Linked DNA regions of Zea mays: region 2 is linked to region 1. A link is a contact called in public Hi-C data. All regions are on one chromosome and are shown on one strand. Each heading gives the region's core, a stretch centred on a gene start, on an enhancer-like site or on the middle of the called end of the contact. The rest is flanking DNA. Distances are from core to core; before and after follow the strand shown.

What was found. Hi-C and Micro-C count contacts between places; a contact is called where the count stands out from the background.
Region 2: a Hi-C map of ear shows a contact between it and region 1, with 2.1 times the contacts expected there. The contact joins the promoter of LOC100217316 here to the promoter of LOC103647976 in region 1. A contact is called at or near these places in 3 of 25 Hi-C or Micro-C datasets (bundle sheath, ear and tassel).

Annotation. Positions count from the first base shown.
Region 1 is chr2:226,438,883-226,442,387 of Zm-B73-REFERENCE-NAM-5.0, reverse strand. It overlaps LOC103647976 (F-box/kelch-repeat protein At2g44130-like), which reads left to right and starts at 1,670. Exons shown (of 1, transcript NM_001322111.1): 1 at 1,670-3,262. The coding sequence starts at 1,745. The coding sequence ends at 2,866. LOC111590837 (a long non-coding RNA gene) reads right to left here. Exons shown (of 2, transcript XR_002749979.2): 1 at 3,264-3,505; 2 at 926-1,292.
Region 2 is chr2:226,660,535-226,664,039 of Zm-B73-REFERENCE-NAM-5.0, reverse strand. LOC100217316 reads right to left here and starts at 1,969. Exons shown (of 10, transcript NM_001359585.1): 1 at 1,571-1,969. The coding sequence starts at 1,936.

The sequences.
Region 1 (3,505 bases), core at 421-2,920:
GCCAGCCAGCCCGACCGCTGCGCTGACGCCTGACGGCGACACCTTTCTTCCCTCCGCTCCGCCTCCGGCCCGCCCGCGCCCGGCGGGTGACCAGCCAGCCACATGCGCCGCCGGCCCCTCCCCCAGTCGTTGGCGCGTGGCCTCATCATCCTTATCCACATCGAATCAATCAATCATTCATTCATCCCAGTCTCGCCACCCCCCAGACACACTCTCCGACGCTGCGCTGCGTGCGAGTAAACGCAAATGCTTGTCGCCAGGACTCAAGAATTGATGATGGGCATGGAGCAAGATAAGGATCGGCGTACGAGTCCGCGTCGGACTGGGGCCTGTGTGTCACGGGCTCGCTCGCTCGCCGGGGCGGGGACGGATTGGATCGGATCGGATGGCCCCGTTTTTCCATGGAATCCAAGAAACTGGCGCCGATACGCTGCTCTCACGGCGGCCAAAGCGCGGCAGGCGGCGGCGGCCAAAGCGGCCCTGCCAGATCACGCGCCCACCGCTTACCTTGGGACTTGGGTGACCATACTAGCATTTCCCGTGGCACTTGCTTCGTGAGAGCATCATCAGTCGCCCGAATCCATGCTTGCCTTGCCGAGACCGAGGAAGGAGGCCGCCTTCCCGAACATGTGACGGTGTGACCGGACCGGCTACACAACGTCCGCCGCCCGCCAGGTTTCACTGTTTCAGCGTGGTCAACCGAATGCGCCTGCCTTGCCTTGCCTCGGTTCATGGCGACTTGAATCCATCCCTTGGCAGCAGCTCACCTTGTATTGTAGTACACACACGATTTTTCAGCTTCTGATCATGGACCGGTTCCATTTTTTGTCGCTGCTGCCCATGTTATTCACAAGTGGGTCTCAAGAAAATATTTATTCTTGCATGACAAGGAAACCCTTAGAAACTCAGACACAGGAGCAGCGGGAAAAAAAGTCTAAACCACGGCTGCAATAATCCGCAAGATAACATAATTGTAATGTAAAAACTCTGCCATCCCACCCCGGAGACGCTGTCATGTGATGTGCGGCCGACGACTGTTGCACACGGATGAGATCACGGGCACAGCAAAAAATAATAATAATAATAATAATAATCCGACCATTTGGCCGTTAACAATTGGACAGCACCCATGGTTTTGTGGTTTATGAGAGCGGCAAAGGGCAAAGGCCCACTCGCTCTACACAGGTCAGTGTCACTGTCACCTTTAATTTGCAGCCTGCGTCGTCCATTTGCTGCCAAACGGAAACATCACTTCCCTTCCTGGCATCCTCCTCCTCGACCTCATCTACACGCTGTACACCACCCAAAAGAAAAGATCAGACCATTCTTCTAGACATTGCACAGACGACATGTACCAAGAAAAAAAATGTTTCGGTCCCATCTGTAGGTTGCAAGCTTTCCATCCTTTCTGTGTCTGTGTGTGTTTTTTTTTCTGCCTGCTTGAGGAGTCCACTAGGCCTAGTAGTTTTAGCTTAAAGATGCAAACTTTTCCACGACAAATAAAAACAGAAAAGGCGTCGTCAAAACCGGGCAGAAAACACCAGCTTTATACTAAATGTTTTTATATCGGCTTCGCTGTGCGTTCGGTCCAATAACCAAGCGCCACGTCGCACGGGCACTCCTCTATTTAACCGCCTAGCAGCTGCTATGCGAGGCCGCACAGCACATCCCATTCCCCTCGTCTCATCTCAAGAGCGACTAGAGAGAGGAAGAGAACAAGCGATAAGCTCATCTCGCACGCAAGATGCGGGCTCCAAGGGGCGGAGGCGGCTGCCGCGGCGGCCAGGAGCATGTGGAGCTGATCCCTGGCATCCCCGACGACGTGGCCGTGGACTGCCTGGCGCGCGTCCCCCACGCCTCCCACCGCGCGATGCGCCGGGTCTGCCGCGGCTGGCGGAGCGCCGCCGCGGCGCCGGCCTTCGCGTCGGCGCGCGCCGCGGCGGGCGCCAACGAGGACCTCGTGTACCTGATGCAGTTCGGGAACCCGTCCGGCGACGACGGGCCCAAGGACGGCGACGACGGGCCCGGCAGCACCCCGGCGTACGGCGTGGCGGTGTACAACGTGACGACGGGCGAGTGGCGGCGGGAGCGCGGCGCGCCCCCCGTGGTGCCGGTGTTCGCGCAGTGCGCGGCGGTGGGGACCCGCGTGGCCGTGCTGGGCGGCTGGGACCCGCGCACCTTCGAGCCCGTGGCGGACGTGCACGTGCTGGACGCCGCCACGGGGCGGTGGCGCCGCGCCGCGCCCATGCGGTCGGCGCGCTCCTTCTTCGCCTGCGCCGAGGCCGGCGGCAAGATCTACGTGGCGGGCGGCCACGACAAGCACAAGAACGCGCTCAAGACCGCCGAGGCGTACGACGCCGGGGCCGACGCCTGGGACCCGCTGCCCGACATGTCGGAGGAGCGCGACGAGTGCGACGGCATGGCCACCGTGGCCGGCGACCGCTTCCTGGCCGTCAGCGGCTACCGCACGGCGCGCCAGGGTGGGTTCGAGCGCGACGCCGAGTGGTTCGACCCGGCGGCGCGCGCGTGGCGCAGGCTCGACCGCGTGCGCGCGCCGCCCTCCGCCGCGCACGTCGTCGTCCGCGGCCGCGTCTGGTGCATCGAGGGCAACGCCGTCATGGAGTGGATGGGCACCCGCCGCGGCTGGCGCGAGGTCGGCCCGTACCCGCCGGGCCTCAAGGCCGGCACCGCGCGCGCCGTCTGCGTCGGCGGCGGGGAGAAGGTCGTGGTCACCGGCGCGCTCGACGGCGAGGGCGGCCGCCACGCGCTCTGGGTGTTCGACGTCAAGACCAAGAGCTGGACCGTGGTCCGCCCGCCGCCGGAGTTTGCCGGATTCGTCTTCTCCGTCGCGTCCGTCCGGATCTGAGGATCTCCATTTTCTACTAGTACGTACGTGCACCGTTTTCGTCGTTGCTGGATCCGATGAAGACTCATCCCCTCCAAGATCTACGTTTGCAATGGATGGATCTGCGCATCCGCTGACTTACTAGTCCGCCTTGCCTTCGATTCGTCCAAGGATGGTGACGATGGTGATCGACGCCAACAATGAGAGATATACATGGAGGAGCGGGAGCCATGGGCGGTTGTAAAATCTGAAAAAAAAGTGGTGAGAGTGTGAATTTGGATCTGGTGGTGAGTGAATTTGGATGAGTGTGGTGTTTTTGTCCCGAGGTGAAGGACACAGACTGTTGTTTGTTGCTCTTGCCCTACAGCCATGCTTTTGCTATCGCTAGCCTACTAGTAATAAAAACCACTGTACATACCGGACTGTGCCATGCGTGTGATCTGGAGCTTGAGGAATTGCGCCGGATCTCATGTCAATGGCAGCGTTGAACAGCTGCCGTGCGCCCCATCTCGAAGGCATAATCTCCAATTGTTTATCGTTTCTCTGACTACTCAACGGCTGAGCTTGATTGCAATCCAAGCTTTGCGTCGGCCCATGAATGAATCCAACGATGATGGAATGGGAGCAGAGAGTTGACACTGCCCCGCGATATTTTTCTTT
Region 2 (3,505 bases), core at 720-3,219, 220 kb before region 1:
AGGAATGGTAGGAAATCAATGCATTAGCTTAAAGGAATAATTGGATCTATACCATTAAAAGATTGCAACTTTAGATATATACCATTGACTCCACATGTCATTGACTCATGTGAACTCCACATGTAAGTGAGATAGCAATGGTATATATCTAAAGTTGTAATCTTTTAATGGTACAGATCCAAATTTCCCTAGCTTAAAATAAGGAACCAAAAAACCCTACTATTATTGCTTAGAGAGGAGGAAATTACCATGAAACATGATTCATCCTAACAGATACTAAAGTACACAAATAGGAAAATACCAGAATTTTCAATTGCTAGCAGGTCCATTCAGGGGCAGAGCAGGGTTTTGAAAATCCACAACTACGACACGCCTAGGCGCTAGGCCACGGCCTCCCACCTGGACTAGGGGGGTAGGCGGGCTGCTAGGCGTTTGGAGCGCCTAGGCGGCGCCGAGCGGCGATTCCGCGCGCCCAGGAGCCCAGGCGGCCGCGTAGGAGAGAAAATGGCGCGGGGGGGGGGGGGGGGAGGTCGCGCGCGGGGGGGGGGGGGGGGGAAATAGGGCGCGCGCGGGGGAAAGAATAGGACGCGCGCGGTAGAGAAAAGGCTGGCGCGCGCAGAAAAGGACTGTACGCCAGAAAAGGAAGGAAGGAGAGAAAACACGCGGTAGAGAAGACCCCTGTAGCTGCTTGCTTCTCTCCTGTACGCCGGACCCCTGTAGCTGCTTGCTTCTCTCCTGTACGCGGTAAAACTTGCTTCTCTCCTCCCAATCTTGTTTCTCTCCTGTACGCGGGCGGCTACTGCTTGCTGAAGGTTTCTCTCCTGTACGCGCGACAGCAGACAGCCCAAGGTTTGTTCCTCGTCCCCTGCTTCTCTCCTCTCATCTCCTCTGTTATTCCCATTTTCCATCTATAAATGTATATATTATATAAGTTGGCAAAATGCCTAGAAAAACGCCTAGCATCGCCTAGGCAAGCCTAGGCTGGACTAGTCCCTAGGCTAAGGGTCATCGCCTAGATTCCGCCTAGCGCCTAGCAAAACTTTGGGGCAGAGCCAGACACTGCAATTGCCGGAGTACATAAACGGTGGTTTTGTATATGATATTATGATTTGCCAGATTTATACCAGTCAGCTGATCCCAGCTCTGCCCCTTCCTCCATTCCACCTCAACTAAATAGCATGTGCAGTTGTGCACCTCATCAACTAAATAACATGTGTACTACGCAGCTCCTAGCCTCCTACACTAACACTACCATTGGCAAAACAAAAGCAGGCAGTTCGATCTAAACAATGCTTGCCTTTCTGTTCAATACAAACACATCTAAAGTGGCTAAAGTAGCAAACAGATTTTCAAGGCAGTTCGAGCATATCTGTGAGACTAAAAGAAGTGCTCCAAATTAAGCAAATTACATTCATCGTGAGACTCCTGGAAAGCACATCGGATGACACAAACAACTTGTGAGACTACAAAAATGTCACAGATTGAGCTAGTTTTATTCTTGATCTAGTGATCTAATTGCGTCTATCATATCAGGGATCACAAGGAACGACAAGGAGGAGCATCCACCCACCTGCTTTCTGATCTTGGGCACGGGGTCATCAAAGCTCCCGTCCCTCGGCGGCTGCTCAGCCTCGGCCTCCTGCTCTGCAGCGGCGGCGGGGGGACCGAACCTGCCACCCCCACCGGTGGCAACCGCCGCATAGTACTCGAACGGGGGCGGTGGGGGCCGGGGTGCCGCGACGAAGAACGCCGCGTGGGGAGGCGGCGCGAACAAACGCACCACCTTCTGCTGCGGAGGGGGAGGGGGAACCGCGGCAGCGCGCGGCACGAACTCCGGCGCCTGCGCGTTGAGGCGGCTGGTGGAGCCGCTCCGCGGTAGACCTCCCAGCCGCTCGTCCGTCGCCGAAGGCGGGTCCACAGCCTCCTGCTGCGACATGAGGGCAAGGGCTAGGGTTTCGGTGCCACCACCACCACCACCAAGAGCAGCAGCAAGCCAGCAACAGTACCAGAGCGGAAAGGAAGTAGGTGCAGTAGCAGCGAGTGATAGTGGAGAACCGCAGCTAGTTAGGTTGTTAGGGTAAAACGCGGGGAAGGATGTATTCTCGAAGCTCGCGGACGCCGGCGAAGTCGGGTATTTATTTACCGCGGCTAGGTCGGGGGTCGGTCTCAGACTCTCAGTAGGCGCCGCAGCGACGCTCCGCCTCCCCGATCGGAGCAGGAGGTGGACGATCTGAAGGCTGCATGGACCCGGTGTATAGTGCGGTGGGGCGTCCGATGTTCTGCAGAGAGCGGATTGCGTTCTACGGTGTATGGATCCGATGTACGGGAGGAGAGAGGAAATGAGGTTGACTCAGGTGTGGGGCCCGGATGGCAGTGAGTAGCCGGATTTGATTGTGGTTGTGGCTTCGTGGTTTGGGGCCTCTCCATCCTTTCCCTATGCCATTTTTTCTCAAAAAAACAACATCATCGGTACCTAACTATGCATCAAAGTATCTATAATAAAATATATTTTATATATTTTAACTTTACTTAATTCATTGTTAAAAGTACTGGCAGTGCTCTCTGCATCGGTGCGGACAGCCCACGGCACTGAGCCGGACGGTCCGTAGCCTGGGCGTAAGAGCAGCGCATTCTCTGCATCGCTCCGACGGTCCGTACTTTGGGTTGGACGGTCCACAATGGCGCAGAGTCTTCTTCCTCCTCGATGCGACCTAGATCTCGCCCCTGGGGGAGAGGTCTTATGGCGCTTCGGGTTGGTAGGCCACTCGGTGTAAGAAATTTAAGCGTGTTTGGAGGACGTCCCGAGACGGCATAGAATTGCCTACGGACAGTTGATGCTTCGGATTGGTAGGCCACTCGATGTAAGAAATTTAAGCGTGTTTGGAGGACGTCCCGAGACAGCATAGAATTGCCTATGGACAGTTGATGAAGAAGATGAGAAGGATGGATCTAGGAAGATCCCATGGTCGTCTTGGGGTCGGCAGACCACCCAAGACAAATATAGGAGACGTAGAGTCGAATGGGGTGGAGGTGGATATGAGGAAAGTTAAAACTATAACTACGCTATATCTACTCTTAGGGCAGGAATGATAAAGAAAGTAAATTGGTTCTATTAGAATATGTTCAAGTGTTTTCAATCAGTCGTACTCCTTCATATATATATATATATATATATATATATATATATATATATATATATATTTCATATATATATATATATATATATATATATATATATATATATATATGGAGTCTGGACCCGTTACTAGGCGATGACCAACAGATCCCGCGTGATTAGATGGATAACCATGCACGAGATAAGGATAATCGCCCGAGTCAATCTGATCGAGGGGGCACAGACCGTTCACCACTTTTGGTGTTCAACACATGCCCCTGCTTTTGGTAGAGCTCGGCGAACCAAAAGCACCAGCGCACTTCAAAAACAATAGATCTCATGAGTTATTTTGTTCCTGAAGTAAGGAATATGCTCGATGCAAGTCATCGG